Linked DNA regions of Canis lupus: region 2 is linked to region 1. A link is a contact called in public Hi-C data. All regions are on one chromosome and are shown on one strand. Each heading gives the region's core, a stretch centred on a gene start, on an enhancer-like site or on the middle of the called end of the contact. The rest is flanking DNA. Distances are from core to core; before and after follow the strand shown. Region 1 holds the start of ITPA (inosine triphosphate pyrophosphatase). Region 2 holds the start of MRPS26 (28S ribosomal protein S26, mitochondrial).

Region 1 (3,855 bases), core at 706-3,205:
TTATTTTACTTATTTATTTTTTTATGATAGTCACAGAGAGAGAGAGAGAGGCAGAGACACAGGCAGAGGGAGAAGCAGGCTCCATGCACCGGGAGCCCGACGTGGGACTCGATCCCAGGTCTCCAGGATCGCGCCCTGGGCCAAAGGCAGGCGCCAAACCGCTGCGCCACCCAGGGATCCCCTACTTTGTACATTTAAAAATATTTTCCTGAAAAAGGGTCCATAGGCTTCATCAGCCTGTCTTTTTTTTTTTTTAAAGATTTTATTTATTCATTCATAGAGACACATAGAGAGATAGAGAGAGAGAGAGAGGCAGAGACACAGGCAGAGGGAGAAGCAGGCATCATGCAGACAGCCTGATGTGGGACTGGATCCAGGGTCCCCAGGATCACGCCCTGGGCTGCAGGCGCCACTAAACCGCTGTGCCACTGGGGCCGCCCTTCATCAGCCTGTCAATGGAATACTATGAGATAGGGGCAACTGGGTGGCTCAGTCGGTTAAGTACCTGCCTTTGGCTTGGGTCATGATCCCAGGATCCTGGGTTCAAGCCTCACATAAGGCTCCCTGCATGGAGCCTGCTTCTCCCTCTGCCTATGTCTCTGCTTCTCTCAGCCTGTGTCTCTTATGAATAAATAAATCAATCTCAAAAAAAAAAAAAAAAAAAAAAAAAGGAAGACTATGAGATAAAGAGTTAAGACACCCTGTTCTAAGACAACTTCATCTTTTCCAGTAAGCCTCCTCTGGCCATTCTAGCCCCTTAAAATGTAGGTGGCCACATTCGCAACCAGAGACGGGTTTGGGAACTGGGCATCCACTATCCTGCATGGGGCTCTTTTCAGGGTGGCACTACTTGTCTGTTGGACCGGCCTGGCCCGGCCTCAGGATCCCAAACTTTTTATCAGCCCAGGGCTCTGGTTCATGACCCACCTCCTTGGCCATAAATGAGCACGGACAAACCCTTTTCCCAAGCAAGGCTAGCGAGAGCTAATGTATGGCAGAAGCCTCACTGTCCACTCCACCAGGAGGGAAGTAAGCAGAAAAACGCTTACTAGGAAAGGGATGAGCATTCAGAGAACTACAAAGGCAAGATAGGCCCTTGGGACACTCAAGTCCTGGGGGGCATCCTTACACTGGTATTCCCATAAGAGTCACCTGGTGGTTTACATGAGTTCCCTGTGTGTCTCTATTACTTGCACCCAAAGGCTATCAATCCACCCGCAGAATCCTCACTGCTAGCCACAAAATTCCCAGAAGCAGTAACTTTGAATTTTTTTTTTTTGCCTTCTTCTTCACTCCTCCCCATTGCGCTGTGAAAAAGATGTTCCAAATCATCCCCATTTCACAGAAGAGGAAGGAGGCTGAGGATCACATTTCTGGACAGTGGTGGGGCGTGGACCGCCCAGTTTGGCTGCCGGTCCCACGCTCTGACCCCTGCCACCCCAGGTCGGCAGCGGGGTCTGGATCAGCTCCAGAATTGTGTCAAGAGCCCCGGTTTGGGGTCCAGCCTAATCGGGGATCTTTGGGGCAGGTACTGAGGACCTGGCACTCCTTTGGCTCCCGCAGCTTCCGCGCTCGCACGGCCGGATTTGTCAACGCCCTAGCTCTATCAAGGCCAACCACCGGCCGTCCCCACTGTGCACGCACGGCCGTTTCACTCAGCGCGGCGCAGCCTGTTCCACGCGCCCGGGGCAGCCCCTCCATGCGCACTCCGCCTGGAGGCTGCTTCTCCGCCCGGTCCCCAGGGGGCCCTACCACGCGCTACCCCAGCCGCCACTGGTCGGCCTCCCGCGCCCTCCCGGCACCTCCTCCAGCTTCTTGGCGTTCCCGGTGACAAACACGATCTTTTTCCCCGCCAAGGGGGCCGCCATGCTGACTCCGATGACCAAGCCGACCCACCGGAAGCCCTTTGCCTCGAGTGGCAGGCACTTCCGCTGACGCGGAACCGGGCGGCGCAGCTTCCGGCGTAGGGCCCCAGGCCGGGGAACGCTGGGCATCCGGCTTCCCTGCTCAGACCCTGGCGAGCGCCGCTTGAGCAGCCTGGGGCCCCGAGCGCTAGAAGGGAGGACGGCCCGGCCACTCCCGTCCTCAGTGCTAGCCACAAGATTCCCAGAAGCAGGAACTTTGGATTCCGTCTGCGCCGGAATGGCGGGGTCTTCCCGAGACTGGCGGTCGAGCGCGTTGAGACCATGCCCTTCCGCCAAGGGGACGTCTCTTCGAAGACCAGAAGAGACCACTGCAGCCGCCGGCCCCACCTCTGCTTTCTCCCCTCTCTGGGAAGGGGGCATCGAGGGAAGCAAAGAACCTGCACGGTAATGAGCTGCTGTCCGGTGCTCTGGGCGGTTCGCCTTCTCCGCGGGCACCTCCAAATCTACCTGCGAGAGCTGTGTCCTTCTGGGCAGGGGCTGCAAATCTGGATCTTTATCCTGACCTCACCTCCAGCCCCACTCCGTTCTTTCCTTGCCCGCCAGCTCTGATTACTTTGTGGATTAAAAAAGGAATTTGTTTTAAGATGTAACTAACATATAACGCTATGTTAGTTTCAGTGTACGGCTTATAATTTGGTATCTGTATACACTTGGAAGCATTCACCTCAGTAAGTCTGGTTAACATCGATCACTTTACATAGTTACCTGTTTTTTTTCTTGTGATGAGAACCTTTAGATTTTACTCTCGCAGCAACCTTCAAATATGCAGTACAATATTGTTAACTACAGTCAACATGCTACCACGCTGTACGTCTCCAGGATTACTTTATAACTGGAAATTTATGCCTTTCAACCTCCTTCACCCATTCTCCCAGCTCCCAACTACCAATCTGTTCTCGGTATCTTTGAAATTATTTTCTTTTCAGATGACTACTTGCCTCTGAATTTAAATTTAGCACAGCCTAAAGCAAGCCAGGTCTTTTCACCCATCTTCCAGGCTTGGGAACTCAGTATTTCAACTCCCTCATTCCCTCATCCCTACACCTTCTCGCATCCATCATGCCTTCTCCATGCCCGCTCCCTCAGCCAGATCTTTGCATCCCGAACACAGTGGAGGAGTGCAGAATGAGATGCCTCAACATGTGCCCCTTTGGCATAAAGATTATTTTGAGTTAAAAGTAATAAAAACAGCAGATGCAGGAAAGGTTCTTGCCTCCACCATAACTGCAAAAATTTACATTGGAGAGCTTGCAACTGGAAGAAAAGTATTAGCAGACTCACACCCACACACCATGAAGTAATTATCTGTATAACAGAGCAACCTTGTTTCCCAAACATCCCTTTTCACCTTCTCGCTAATGAGTTTTTTCCCCTTTGTATGCTCGAGCCCCTACCCCTTCTTAGTTCTTTTAAGCATCCTGTTGCTTCATTGTCATTGGAATCTTGTCTTCGTGGATTCCGTTTACACACACCTATTAAATTTGATTTTCTCCTCTTAATCTGTCTCATGTCAATTTGATTGTAAGTCCAGGTAGAAGGACCAGAGGCAGAGGAGAAAGTCTTCCCCTCCACCACAGCAGCAAAGGATAGAAAGTGCCCCCAGCAGACCCACCTGTGACAGGCCTTGATCCACTGCTGACACCCCCATTGAACAAGCCACCTGTCTCCTTCCTCCAGGGACTCAGCAAGCACAGACTAACAGCAAGGGCAGATTCAGGGCCCCTTTCTCCTGGTGAGGAAATCCCTGACAGAGGAAACTCAAGTCAGAGGTCTCTCAGTGCCTGGATGAGTTATTTTGCTTAATGTTCTTGTCTCCTGATAATCTCAAAATCTTGTAGACCCCAGGATTTGTCAGGGAATATCAAAAAACCTTTGCTCAATGACCTTACCATAGCAAGATATTGCATAGGCCAAAACGCATTGTCCTTAG
Region 2 (3,855 bases), core at 683-3,182, 140 kb after region 1:
ATTTGCCAACCTCTGTCCATGTCCTTGATGACACTTAGACCGAGTTGATCGAGGGGACTGTGGTCCATTCTGCGCCACTGTGAGCCACTGTGAGCTGGAAACCTCTAAGGTCTGCTGCTTTGCTGAGTCGTACATGGGTGTAGAACAGGACAGTATGTATGGGAACTGCCAACCAGGTGGTGGGTGCAGGGCAGAATGTGAGGAGGACACTGGAATAGGCTGAGCCTCCTTCTTCCTAAGCAACATCAACAGATCTATTCCAGATCAGGCCCAACCCTCCTACCCCATACACACATGGTCCCTGGGTGGGCACTGTCCTTACTGGACCCTTACGAGCCCTTATGCTGTGGTCTGACCACCAGCCCTTCCCTGGTGATGGCCCAATTGTAGCTCTTCGGCGGCGAGTCCAATGCTTCTTCCACCCGTGCCTCCAGGTTCTCTCGGGTAATGAAATTTTTTGCTTCCTCCTATTGGGAGACAGAAAGCTACTGAATGGAAGTCTCCAGCACAGGCCTGCTGACCTTTAGCCCACTGAGTCTCCAGTTCTCCCTCTGGATGGATGCTTGGAGCCCAGGTCCTCTGTGACCTTCCAGTGGAAGAGTATCAGGCAGCCTTATCATATTCCTCTTAGATAATTATCCACTGGACATCTCAGCCAGAACTCCAAGCACACCAGTTGTGACAATCTCGAGTCCCACTGGGTTGAATGTTGCCTCAATGTCCCTCGTTAATCTCTGTCAAACTTGTTCTCCGCACCCCCCCATTACTTTAATTCAGACCTCATCCACTCTTAATGGATCACTCCCAAATGGTCTCCCTGCTTTTTAGTCTCACACCTGCCACCCTAGCCCAAAATATTAACACTTCAATGACTATACCCGCAAAACAAAATACCAACTCCTTGTGGAACTGGGGGCCCTTCCGGGGTAAGAGGCGGGCTTACCGCCACCTAGCTACTCGGATACTTTACAATTCTAATGTCAACTCTCACCTCTGGGTGTCTGCGCCCGTCACTCTCTTTGCACTCCTCCCCCAAATCCTCACCTGCTAACTGAGCCTCAAGGCTGCTCGCTCCCTCAGTGCGCTGGCCAGTGTCCCACTGCGCCGCGCCCAGGACTGCCGCCCAGGAGTTGTTCCCGGCCCTTAGCTCCAGGCCCGGAGACGCGACCCACCTGCAGCTGCAGCACTTCCTGCTCCTTGAGCTGCGCCCAGGCCTGGGCCTCTCGGGCCCGCCGGGCTTCTTCCTCCGCCTGCCGCTGCTGCTGCTCCCGCGCCTCCTGCCGCAGCCTAGCTAACCTGGGGTGGGGGCGAGGGCAAGAGGCTGAGACTGCGCGCGGCTGGGTCTGCCCCGCGCCACCAGCGGCCTGCCCCGCCTCCCGGCCCACTCACCGCAGCTCGTGGAGCCGCTGGTTCTCCGCCTGGTTCCAGGCCATCAGGTCGCGGTGCTCGGTGGCATCCTGCAGCGCCTTGCGCTCTGCCAAGACCCCGGCCCGGGCCTCGTGCGCCTTCTTCCGCACCTCAGTCACGAACTCCAGCCTGGGCGGAGACAGGCCCGCGGTCGGCACCCTCTCCGCCCGCCCTCCGCCTCACAGCCCACGGCGCCGGCGGCCGCCCCCGCCGTCACACACACCTGAGGGCGCGCACCGTCTGGCGGTACTGCCGGTAACGCTCCGTCAGCACGAAGAACTCTACGGGATCCACCGTGGGCGGGGTCGCCACGCGCCCGACCTTGGACTTGGCCGGAAGGTCGTGGCGGGTCTTGCGGCCGCGCACGAGGAGCAGCAGCGGGGCCGGAGGCCCCCACCGGGGACCCGCGCCCCAAACTCTCAGCGCGCAAAGCATGGCCGCAGCCTTCCCGGTTCCGGCGCGCCGCAGGGCATCACGGGGCCCGGAGACGACCGCGGGGCACCACGGGACGCGTAGTCCGCGGGCCCCGCCCCCACCCCCGGGAGCCCGTAGGGCGGGGCGGCGCGCGCAGGCACACCTCCGCGGGGTCCTCGGGCCCGGGCCTTGGCCGCACCCTCCCTGCAGGGCCTGCCCCGCCCCGCCCCGCGTCCCTCCCGCCGGCGGGCGGGGCCCACGTCCCCCAACCCCCGCGCTGGAGAGTCTCAGAGCGGGTGGGCGAGGGACGGGACAGAGGAGAGAGCTCGAAGCAGCAGCTTCAGGGGCTTCGTATCTTTATTGGAAGGCGACAGGGCGCGGTGCTCTAGGTCCAGTCTGTGGGGGGAGGAGGTGATCATTTCAGAGGACGCCCTGGTCACCAGGCTGCTCGCCTGCGACCTTGCCCGCCCTCACCTCTCCCGACCTGGTCCGCCAGGCGGCCAGCTTGCTCTCTCGTCCTGAGGACCCCCTTGCCGGCTAGGGAACCCAGCGTGGGGGCTCTGGAGCTCCCTGGGCGTTGCCCACCCCAAACAAACCTGGTTTGTAAAAACCTGAGCTCACACCAACTTAAATTACGTAATGTTTTTGCCTAATACGAATTTACTTTTTCTCCTTCAGTTATGGCTTTCCCGTGCACTTTAAAATAAATGCAAAATAGTAATAATAATCCATCGCTGCACACTGGTCTTCTGCAATCACTGCATTTCTAGTGCGTCAGCCTTGGTTCTTGGGACCCCCTTACCTAATAGTGTAAGTTCACACCCCTCACCTCTTTTCACTGAGGGGCTGCTCACCTCCGGACATATGGGCTTCTCTTGACAAGAAAGAAGCCTGGAGGACCCTAGTACAGCCACTGTCTTATGGAGGTTTTCAGTAGAATTCTCTCCACTCCACTAGTTACTTCTTTTAATTTAACATAAGTATCTTATCATAAATTGTCTAGAATTCTGGGAAATAGGAAGGATAGCAGATAGCATCCTGCTGTGTGCCCAGGGGTCGTCTCAGTTTTAGCTCATTACTCCCCTCTTTTGTCCACATATCCCCCAAGTCCTTAGCCACAATGGCCCCTGCTGGCCAATGCCAGGCCTCTCCCTGTACTTACTAGCAGTGTTTGCACCAGGTGCTGCTTTCTACAGAGGGGCCACCAGCCTGTAGTTCTGCCCTCCCAGGGCACACTGTTCTCAGGGGGAGCCAGGGAATTGCTTGGGAGGTTATGGGCGGTCTGGTCTGGGCCGTTTGCTGCAGTGCCCAGGACCCTTCCTCAGAAACGAGCCAAGGCTGTGGCCTGCCCACTGCTCCTACCCTAGGCTCACAGTAGGTGAAGGAGCCCCAGCTAATACCTTCTTCCTCCCACTCAGGCGGGGGATACCTTTAACCCACCTTGGGGGCAGGTGGGGGTGGCTGGGCTGAGCTGGAAGCTCCCTTTCCTCCAGGGTACCAGCCATGGGACCAGTGCTGAGCCTTCGAGGGTCCAAAATGAACAGTCAGCAGCAGCAGCAGGAAGCCTAGCCTGGATAACAGCACTCAAGACGACAGGCGCTTCCATCCATAACTCTTTCCATTTCTTCCAGGGCCCCTTAGACACCTGGCACTTCAAGGATAGCTTGTGTTTCCTAATGCCCTTCCCTCTTCCCTCACTGCCCCTCATCCAAAGACTCTTGGGATCTGGACCCCAAAGGCTCCTGGCAACTAGCCTTCCCCAGAACCTCCTGGGACACAGAGGGTCCCAGCCTTGCCAGCAGAGGGCCTTCCTTTGTCTGTCAGGCCTACCCCTCCCTCCTTCAGGGATTCTAGAAGTGGGAGAAGGTTGGGAAGAGGAACAGAGGTAAGGGAAGCTCTCCAAGGGCCAGGCAGCAGTGTAGGGGCATTTGGGGCACCTGGTGCATGGCATGCTGCCTCTGTCCTTTGTCATCTCTCTTCCATGGCAGTTGGGGGTGTGGAATGGATGTGGTGGTGACATGGACAAGTGTTTTT

Evidence for each region. Hi-C and Micro-C count contacts between places; a contact is called where the count stands out from the background.
Region 2: a contact with region 1 is called in a Hi-C map of blood, with 3 times the contacts expected there. The contact joins the promoter of MRPS26 here to the promoter of ITPA in region 1. A contact is called at or near these places in 2 of 9 Hi-C or Micro-C datasets (amygdala and blood).

The regions. Positions count from the first base shown.
Region 1 is chr24:18,532,052-18,535,906 of UU_Cfam_GSD_1.0, forward strand. ITPA (inosine triphosphate pyrophosphatase) reads right to left here and starts at 1,956. Exons shown (of 8, transcript XM_038571747.1): 1 at 1,803-1,956. The coding sequence starts at 1,868.
Region 2 is chr24:18,667,596-18,671,450 of UU_Cfam_GSD_1.0, forward strand. MRPS26 (28S ribosomal protein S26, mitochondrial) reads right to left here and starts at 1,933. Exons shown (of 4, transcript XM_038571365.1): 1 at 1,631-1,933; 2 at 1,390-1,536; 3 at 1,173-1,296; 4 at 1-467. The coding sequence starts at 1,842. The coding sequence ends at 330.